3 separate regions of the Mus musculus genome follow, and regions 2 and 3 are each linked to region 1. The links are chromatin contacts, called in public Hi-C and HiChIP or PLAC-seq maps. All regions are on one chromosome and are shown on one strand. The core of a region is the stretch at or near the end of the contact, and the rest is flanking DNA. Distances in the headings are between cores, read along the strand shown. Region 1 holds the start of Trib2 (tribbles pseudokinase 2). Region 2 has its middle 150 kb from the start of Gm36372. Region 3 has its middle 110 kb from the start of Gm36372.

Region 1 (2,935 bases), core at 257-2,756:
GTGGTCTCCCTCCAGAGGCTCCAACAGTAAGTATTTCCCGATGCAAGAAACGCAATGCGACAAGTTCGGAGTCTCGGGCGGGCTCGGAGAGCCAAGGTTCGGGCTGAAACTCTGGCTGGGCTCAGCGGACCTTATAGACGACAGCTCTTCGAAATCCTGGGTTTTGTTCCGCGATCTCCCATATCTCGCTATTGTGATAGGGGTAGACCTGTGTATGTTCATGAGTGTGAGGATCGCACACGACAAAACAAACAAACAAACCAAAAAACCCCTCTGGAGAGATGGATGAGCCGCGCCGGTGCAGGCGCCTCGGTGCTACCGACTTAAAAGGATCAAGAAGGGAGGGGACCCGTCTGGGGCTCCGTGGAGGAAGAGTTAAGAACTAGCCCCCAGATGGGCGCTGCAGGGCTGGTCCCCGGCTGCGAGCCCCGCTCCCGGGGGTGCTCGCTCTGCGGACAACTCGGGTCCTTTTGTTACCCAGAAGCTGCCAGCGCGGTGCAGAACCGCACGCTGGACTCAGTGGGTCTCTGTTCGCAGCGTGGATCTGGACGAGTGAGCGTGCCTCTGGGGTGAGGAGCTGCAGCGCCGGGCTTCTGAGCGATCCCCAGCTGAGGATCCGCAGACCGGGCGGAGAAGCCCTGCGTGGAGTTTGTGCAGTCTTCAGGGAGCGCGCGGCGCCGGCTCGCCCTCCACGCGTTAGAAACCAAACAAAAAGAAAAAGGAAATAAGCTCGGGTCTACCGGCTCACGCCGCGCGGCAGCCAGAATCCGCGCTGCACCCCCCTCTTTTTGGTGGAAAGGGTGGGGGGCGTGTAAGGGGGGTGCTAGAGAGGGCAGTTACCTAAGTCTTAACTGTAGATGGCGTCTGAGGCTTTTCCAAAAAATCGCAGAGCTGTCTCTCTCAAGAAAAAAAAAAAAAGACAGAAAAAAAAAATTGCAAAGGCGCTTTTAACTTGGGGCGGTCAGCAGTGGCAACAAAAGATTGCAAAAGCTGAGTAGGGAGTGCGCGGAGTAGGGCAGGCACAGGTACCGCGACAAAGCCCAAGGCAGAGCCCGCGCGGTCAGCACTAGCTCTTGCTGTCGCTGCTCACGTCCCAGATCCTCCTCCGATGAAGCAAGAAGTGCGGGCGGTGACCTGGGGGGTACCAGCAGCAGGAGCTTTCCGGGGGTCCTGCAGGAGCTGCCAGCAGATGCTCCCCGGACTCCGTCAACCCGCGGCGTTCCTTTTCCGCTGCACAACTGGGTCTTGAGCCTTGAAACAATTTGCAAACCACTCTTGTCTCCCGATGCCTTGCGACCAAATTGCACGGCGGGGTTTGCTCTGCAGGAAAAATAAAAATCGACGGCTTGTCTTCTTTTCTTATTATTTTTTTTTTCTTGCCACCCAGAAGTAGGAGAGGACCGTGTATTTAAAAATTAAAGGGGATGGCCACGGCGCCCTAGGCCAATCCCGGCGCTCAAGCACGCCCGCATCCCCGGGCGAGGCGGTATTAATAGTTACTTACGTGGCCGGGGATCTCGGAGCGAGCCCGGCTGTGTGTGCGCGTATGTGTGCGCGCGCGCCTCGCTTGCTCGCGCTCGGTCTCCCCATTCAATGTCACCGACACATTTCCACAGAGCCCCCGCCCTCTTCGCCGGCCCCGCCCTACCCACGCCCCGGCCCCTGTCATTGAGCCCGGAGCCCATCAATCAGCGGCGCCGCTGCCAGTGCGCGCGCGGCTCCCCTGCGCCCGCCGGCGGCCAGGGCTGCTGCCGCCACTCCTGCAGTGCCCCCACTGGGGGCGCCAGCCTCGCCCCCGGATGGCTCGGCCAGGCGCGAGGTAAACAGTGCTTTATATCCTTCCGCAGTCCAAGGGCTCTGGGCTCCCCTGGCCTGCTGTTCGCGCTGCAGCGACAGGGATGCTGGACTGTGTATCTGCCACCGTCGCCACGCAACACCGGCAGGCTCAGGTCAACTTTGAGACTTAGATCCTCTTCCCCGGGATTTTCCGCAGAAAGCCTCGCATCTTCTGGGTACCGGGCACCCCTCTGCTGCTATGTTAACCTGAACAAGCAGTTCCCCGCGGGTTTTAAAAAAAATGAAGGATTCTTGCAGCCCACAGTCTCTAGAATTAGTTTTATTCTTTCTCTCCGGTTGCTTATCATTTCAACAGAAGTCCATTGTGAGCTTGTAGTTAGTGTCACCACCCCTCCCCCACTTACCAGTTATAGGATTGGGGATCCTTTCAGAGTCTTTTGACTTCAGGACAAGGTCTTTGGGGAGAGCTCAGGAACACACACCTTTGCACCCACACTTCCAGCAAAGGATGTTGGCTCCTAGCCAAGGAGTCAGGCTTCTCCAGCCCCGGCATCTCAGTATTTAGGCCAAGAACACATTCAATACCGGGTTCAACGGAAGGCTGCACTTTGACCCTTGCTTATTCTTAACTTCCTGGGAAGGTTCTGGACCATTGGCTTGAACAGACCTGGGGAAAGTTCAGACCACAGCTTAAGCCTCTTGACTTTACCTAATGCATCCTGGTAAGAGTAGCAATGTAGCAGGGGAAAACAGAAAGAGAAAGAAGCAACCAAGGTCTGGGGCAAGACTGCTGGGCTTACTCTTGAGTTTTTACCCGCATAAGGCACCTCTTTCTATGAGGGAGGTCACTCTGTAACAATATTCTGCACTACCACTTTTGAACAGAAATAGAGAACTAGTTATAATTATACTTAACCGGGACAATAGTGGCTCTAATGATCAGGAGTTCCCTGAGGGTTGTTTCAGAGTAGTGAATGGACCTTGCTTGTTCAGCTAGCCACCCTAGAGGACAGATCTTGAGAAGAAACTAAAATGCCCCATGTCTTCTCATAGATCTCCCATCCTTCTCCCCACTCATCTGCCTTAAACTCAGACTCTGATCCCTAAACTGTCCCTTAAGGGGACCACAGCTTGAGGA
Region 2 (2,935 bases), core at 282-2,781, 570 kb after region 1:
GACCTTTTTCACAGAAGTCACCTTACCAGATATCCTGCATATCAGATATTTGTATTATGGTTCATAACATAATTTTAAGGTTGGGGATCAACACAGCATGAGGAATTGTATTAAAGGATCGTAGCACTAGGATCGTCTAGGATCGTAGCACTAGGATCTGGAGTCATCTAGGAGACTGACCCTCCCTGGCCTGCAGGATCAGTCTCTTAGATGATTCCAGATCCTATTAAATTATTAACAGTAATCACTACAATATGGAAGAGAGTGGACAGAGGAGAAATTTACAAGTCAGGGGTAAAAGGTAAACTTGGACATCCTGCTCTGTATCCCAGACCCTTAGTAAAAGGCAAGTCGCTCTGCTTTTCAGGGTCTTTGTCTTTTCAAATGAAAAGACAAAGCCTGCCCAAATCTTTCAGTATCATGCAACTGTGACTGGCTAAGCAGGGGAGAGTCCCTGTCAGTGTCCCCCAGGTGACATAATCCAAAGGAAAATGTGGGTTTCAGCATCGCACAGTCACTGAACCATTCAGCTTCTGCACCCTAATTGGCAGCTTTCTAAGCAACTTCTCCCGGTTCTCATTTTCTCCGGGCAGTAGAGTATACTTTGGCATCAGAATGGGAGGCTTGGGGTGGTCGCCCGGTTTCTTTCCCTCCAGTGGATGGGGCATCATGGCCTTAAACCAGAACCATCTGTGCAAAATGACTGGGAGGCACACAAAGTGCCGGAACCACAAAATTCCAGCTTTGCTTTTGGCTTTCTGGCAAGAAAAGACTGAAAAGTCGGCTCTCGTTTCTCCAAATATTTCTCGCCACAGAGTCTGTGCAGACTGCCTCCAACTCTCCATCGGCAAACCTGGGCAGTTTGGGGACTTTGTTTTGCTTTGTTTTGTTTTTAGTTCGGTTGTTTGGTTGGTTGGTTGGTTGGGTTTTTTTTTTGTTTGTTTGTTTGTTTGTTTTTTGTTTTTGTGGCCTGCTCTCAAATGGTTTTGGAGGCATTGGCAGAACGCACATTAAGGCCATAGTATTGGCTGAGAGTCAGATGATTTCTTTTTCAAAAAGGAGAAACTTCATAAGCCTTACCTTGTGCACACACAGGTGTATAGAAGAAAAAAAAAATGTGGTTTTTCTTCTTGCATTCAGGACTCACTCGCCTCGGCCCAAATTTGAAAAACAGGTTGGGTTTTAGGGGTGTTGCTTTTTTAAATGTTGTTTCTGGTTATTTGGTTTGGTTTGGTTTAGTTTGGGATTTTTCCCCTCACTAAAGTTGTCTGCTAAATACTTGAGGTAAAATCCAGAGACCTGAAGTCTTTGGCCTACTGTCTGTGCCATCTGCACACCTGCATGGTGACACTCAAGAGTCCTGTATGACAACTGATGGGGACCACAGTTCGCTTGGCTCACTGGAGTGGTACCAAGAGAGTTACAAAACAGCGAGAGCTTCCGAACCCGTCACTCTCCTCTACACCACAGAAAGGCTTAAAGATCCAAAGCAAACCGGAGCTTGCTCAAGTTTCAGAGATGTCAAGTCATGTGGTCTAAGGCGAACAAATGTTTCTGGCTATAAATACTCAACAGAGTGTTCCAGCTCACTCAGCCAAAACCTAAACGCTGTGAGGTTTCACCCAAACGAATGGTTCCTTAAATAAACACAACGTCAGGGCAAAAGTGAGCAGCAAAACTTGCAATCAAGGACTGACACGAGAGGCGCCGTCTCGTGGAAGAGAGAGGCTGCACCTGGACGGCTGGTAACAAAAGTTAACCGAGGGCCCTTAGCAGGGCAGGCAGTGGCCAAGCAAGCCCTAGTCCCTCAGTGTGTTAACCCTCCCTCAGGTCCGCCAGGATGAGGACACTACCATCCAACACCATTGATGCGGGAAAGCCAAGCCCCCAGATAAATAAGAAAACCTAGCACATCATGGACGTCAAGGGTGTCTGGTGGCAAAGCCACTGGCCCTCTGTGCCAGGACCCACTGTGCCCAGCAAGGTCAAGAATGCTGGTCTTACCCTGGATTCTTCATCACTGGGAGGCATCCATGTCTTGGGAACCACTGAGTTTAGGGCTGCAGAGACAAAATGCCACAAACCAAGTAATTTAACACAACAGACACATTCTCTTACCATGCCCAGAACCATAGAAAATACACACTCTCTCTCTCACACACACACACTCCATACACATACACACTCATAAGCACACCACACTCCCACAGACACACAGTCACATGCACACCACGCTCAAACACACACACACATACATTCACATGCACATCCCACACACATACTCTACACACTCCAAACACACCACACACTCTCTCTACACACACACACTACACAATCACATATACACCACACACTCACATGCACACTCACACACACACACACACACACAAGAATTTTTAAATTTATAACTGGTAAATAAAACTCAAAGCAAGGAAGCTGTAAAAAGTACACGGGGGAAAGAAAACCCATCTGGGCAAGAGGTATTTGCATATTCTGTTAGATATACTTCCTGCCAGGTGTGTGCAGCACATGGCCAGTTGCAAATTTGATTATTGGAGAAATTTTGAAAAGTTAGATGCCTGCTGAACCCCCAGGGTTCTTTTCCCCTGCCTTCCACTGCTCCCTGATGCAATATTACATGGCTGTGTTTTATCCTCCAATTTCTGTCATCTTCCTAGAAATGCATGGTTTGCCTAAGTGTGGAGCATGAAGGCCTAACTCCCTCAGCTTGCAAGAATACTAAACTAAGTAGGAATTGTTTTGGTGTGTGTGTGTGTGTGTGTGTGTGTGTGTGTGTGTGTGTGTGTGTGTGTGTTGATGATGATGATGATCAATTTTGATTAGCACATACAGTACTGGCTTTCACTGTGACATTTCCAAGAGTCATTTGTTTTTGTTGATTTTACTTCTCCTCCTTAGCCCCACCCTACACACA
Region 3 (2,935 bases), core at 180-2,679, 530 kb after region 1:
TCCCCAAGTTGTTTTCTGTCATGGTGTTTTATTCACAGCAATATAAAGCCAAACTAAGCCTGGCAGTGGTGGTGCATGCCTTTAATCCCAACATTTGGGAGGCAGAGGCAGGCAGATTTCTGAGTTTGAGGCCAGCCTGGTCTACAGAATGAGTTCTAGGACAGCCAGGGCTACAGAGAAACCCTGTCTCAAAAACAAACAAACAAACAAACAAAAACAAAAAACAAAAAACAAAAACAAAAGAAAGAAAGAAAGAAAGAAAGAAAGAAACCCAAACTAAGACAAACAGTTTTCACTCTTAACTGTGGAGCCATCTCCGCACCTCATAACTCTTAGTTCTTACAAGGCAGGAGTTACAGTCTCATCTGTGTACTTTGTTGTTGTTGCGTGTTTCCAGAGTTTTACCAAGAAACATTGCCCAGACCAAAGCTATAACACTTTGTCTGCATTTTCTTCTAGACTAGCAGTTCTCAGTCTGTGTATCATCACACATCAGATATCCTGCATATCAGACATTTACATTACATTTCATAACAGTAGCAAAATTACAGCTACAAAGTAGCAATGAAAATAATTGTATGGTTGGGGTCACCATAACATGAGAAACTGTATTAAAGGGTCACAGCATCAGGAGGGTTGAGAAGCACTGCTCTAGAGATTTGTGTTTCATGCTTTTAACCATTTTGCATGTATGTTTTTTTGTAAAGTATGAAATACAGTACCAATTTCATTCTTTTGAACGTAGAGAATCAGTTTCTAAACACCTTGAAGAAAATCTTCCCTTCCCCCACCCCATCCTACCCACCACTGTATGTTCTTCCCACCTTTATCAAAAAGCAACTGACTGTAAGTAAACACTTGTGTTTTTTTCTAGACTTCCTGCCCTGTTCCTTTGGTTGATGTGTCTGTTTTGTCACCAGATCTGTGCTGTTTCATTACAATGGGACTGTAATGACGTTTGGAAGTCAGGAGTGTGACGTCTCCTGCTTTGCTTGTTTTTCTCACAATTGCTCTGGCCATCCAGCATCTCTGCCATGAACGAGCTTCTGGGCAGAAAAGGAGGAAGAGTAAAGCGAATCCTCAGCCTGAAAGAACATGTTTGCAAGCCACACCTTTGGCAAGAGCTTAACACCCCAAATATATAAGAAACTCAAACAATACAATATGCAAAAACCAAACAGCCTTCTACCACCCAGGTGGCAGCTGAAACGTTTAATCCCAGCAACATGGCAAGCAAATACAAGAGAGCCAGGACTTCAGGGATCACCTCAGCTACACATTCAGTTCACGAGTTCAAGACCTAGGTGTTGTGGATGGCCCTGGTGCTGTTGTATTTTGATGTTAATTCTGCTTCCCCAGGAGGGGCTAGATGGACTCATGAGTCACATACTCAGGTGACTCCTTGTGAATCATCCCCAAATAAATAAATAGAGGCATCAATCACTGGGCAAGTAGGCGGGACTTCAGGGTTGGATGGGGGAAGAGAGGAGGAAGGAGAGAGTTAGAGGCTTTTTGGACAGAAATAGTGAGAGGGCAAGATGTAGTTACTAGTGTCTCCTGGTGGATTCGCCACTGAGGGTTTAGATTTAATATGACTTACAATATTAGGATTCTAGTTGTTGCACCCAGTGATTGAGTTACCATTGTTTCTGAACTAAGTTTGTGAGGTGTTTTTCCTTCATGTGGTATCTCAAGTAGGTTTCAGAGAGAAAGATATAGTGGCAAAGCATAGCTTTGCAAGATGTGTACCACAAATGCCATGGGGGTTTTAATGCATGGGGCTGGCGTGGTAACAACTCACCAGTGGGAATTTAGTTATCTGGGTGGAGAGATTTTGGAGCTCTGAGTCTGAGAGACTCCATGAGATAAGAACTGGCTGGCTGGGGCTGAGAGTAGCTGGGAGAAGTGCAGGAACTTGGAATTCTTTTTATTATTTCCTGCAACACCTGGGCTACTTGAAACTTCAAACAAGAAAGAAATACCAAGTTTACAGTGGGGCCAAGGATTTATTATATCTAAAATGTATGTGAAAATATGTTCAGTGTCCCGTGTCATGAGAGGCATACAGATTAAAATCACTATATGATCATCAGCACATTCGCTGGTGAGGCTCTTATCAAAAAGACGGGAGATGGCAGGTGTGGGGAATATGGAAAAGAGGGATCTTTGCATGCTGTTGGTGGAAAGGCAGATCAGTAAAGCCATTTTCAAACATAGCATTCATTCAAAAGATGCCTAAAGACCTAAAAACAGAAGTAATATGTGATCCAGGGGCTCAACTTCTAGGTGGAAGGGGTGACAGACAGATAGATTATAGACAGATAATAAATTAGATAGATAGATAGAGAGAGATATGAGGAATAGGTAGGTAGGGATATAGATAGTAGATAGATACTCAAATGAATGTAAAAACATGTTAAAGAGTTATTTACATTTCTGTGTTCATGCCAGTACAATTAACAAAAGCTGACATTTGGATGCAAACTTTGTGTCCATCGGGAGAAAAGTGGATAAAAAATAAAACGTAACATAATACAAATATGACAAGGGAGAAACCTTGTCATTTACAATATAGGTGGAACTTGGAGACATTTTGCTAAGTGAAAGAAGTCAGGTGCAGAAAAGCATTTTGAGATCTTATATGTGAGCTGTAAAAAAGTAGTGGTAATAATAATAATAATAATAATAATAATAATAATAATAATAATAATAACACCCCACAGGGTTGTTGGATAGAAAAGGGAAACCAAAGAATAGAGTGGAGCTGGAGAAGTGAAGAAAGGGGAGAAGATGGCAAAGTCTCAGTGCCACCAGAGAAGTAAATTCTAGAACATGACCACACTGCATGATGACCACAGTTGGTAAAGCTGACCAGTATATTTCAAAGTTGCTAGTAAAGACAAGATATTGCTAACATAATAAACATGTTAATTAG

Evidence for each region. A called contact is a pair of places that touch in the nucleus more often than the background predicts. HiChIP or PLAC-seq counts read pairs in DNA pulled down with a chosen protein or histone mark.
Region 2: a contact with region 1 is called in a Hi-C map of centrocytes, with 3 times the contacts expected there. The contact joins the enhancer-like site here to the promoter of Trib2 in region 1. A contact is called at or near these places in 17 of 39 promoter capture datasets (the 3T3-L1 cell line, 3T3-L1-derived adipocytes, the C10 cell line and 12 more), 4 of 15 datasets of contacts at CTCF or cohesin (the NIH/3T3 cell line, large pre-B cells and pro-B cells), 29 of 484 Hi-C or Micro-C datasets (B cells, the C10 cell line, CD4 T cells and 17 more), 20 of 115 datasets of contacts at active chromatin or transcription factors (SST interneurons, T-cell acute lymphoblastic leukemia, bone marrow-derived macrophages and 16 more) and 2 of 9 other capture datasets (embryonic stem cells and liver).
Region 3: a FOXA1 HiChIP or PLAC-seq map of pancreatic cancer cells shows a contact between it and region 1. The contact joins the enhancer-like site here to the promoter of Trib2 in region 1. A contact is called at or near these places in 17 of 39 promoter capture datasets (the 3T3-L1 cell line, 3T3-L1-derived adipocytes, the C10 cell line and 11 more), 3 of 15 datasets of contacts at CTCF or cohesin (the NIH/3T3 cell line, large pre-B cells and pro-B cells), 5 of 484 Hi-C or Micro-C datasets (adipose-derived mesenchymal stem cells, embryonic fibroblasts, embryonic stem cells and 2 more), 26 of 115 datasets of contacts at active chromatin or transcription factors (the NIH/3T3 cell line, T-cell acute lymphoblastic leukemia, astrocytes and 18 more) and 2 of 9 other capture datasets (embryonic stem cells and liver).

The regions. Positions count from the first base shown.
Region 1 is chr12:15,815,279-15,818,213 of GRCm38.p6, forward strand. Trib2 (tribbles pseudokinase 2) reads right to left here and starts at 1,507. Exons shown (of 3, transcript NM_144551.5): 1 at 1-1,507. The coding sequence starts at 222. Gm5432 (a long non-coding RNA gene) reads left to right here and starts at 1,659. Exons shown (of 3, transcript XR_001780551.2): 1 at 1,659-1,819.
Region 2 is chr12:16,382,115-16,385,049 of GRCm38.p6, forward strand. No RefSeq gene overlaps it. Among named protein-coding and RNA genes, the nearest start is that of Gm36372, 150 kb to the left of the region's middle. Within about 2 kb of position 1,532, at least 45 of the 459 cell types and tissues checked have an H3K27ac peak or open chromatin away from gene starts, as enhancers often do. A contact at or near this core is called in B cells, the CH12 cell line, centroblasts and 5 more, where this site is marked.
Region 3 is chr12:16,342,787-16,345,721 of GRCm38.p6, forward strand. No RefSeq gene overlaps it. Among named protein-coding and RNA genes, the nearest start is that of Gm36372, 110 kb to the left of the region's middle. Within about 2 kb of position 1,430, at least 8 of the 459 cell types and tissues checked have an H3K27ac peak or open chromatin away from gene starts, as enhancers often do. A contact at or near this core is called in pancreatic cancer cells, where this site is marked.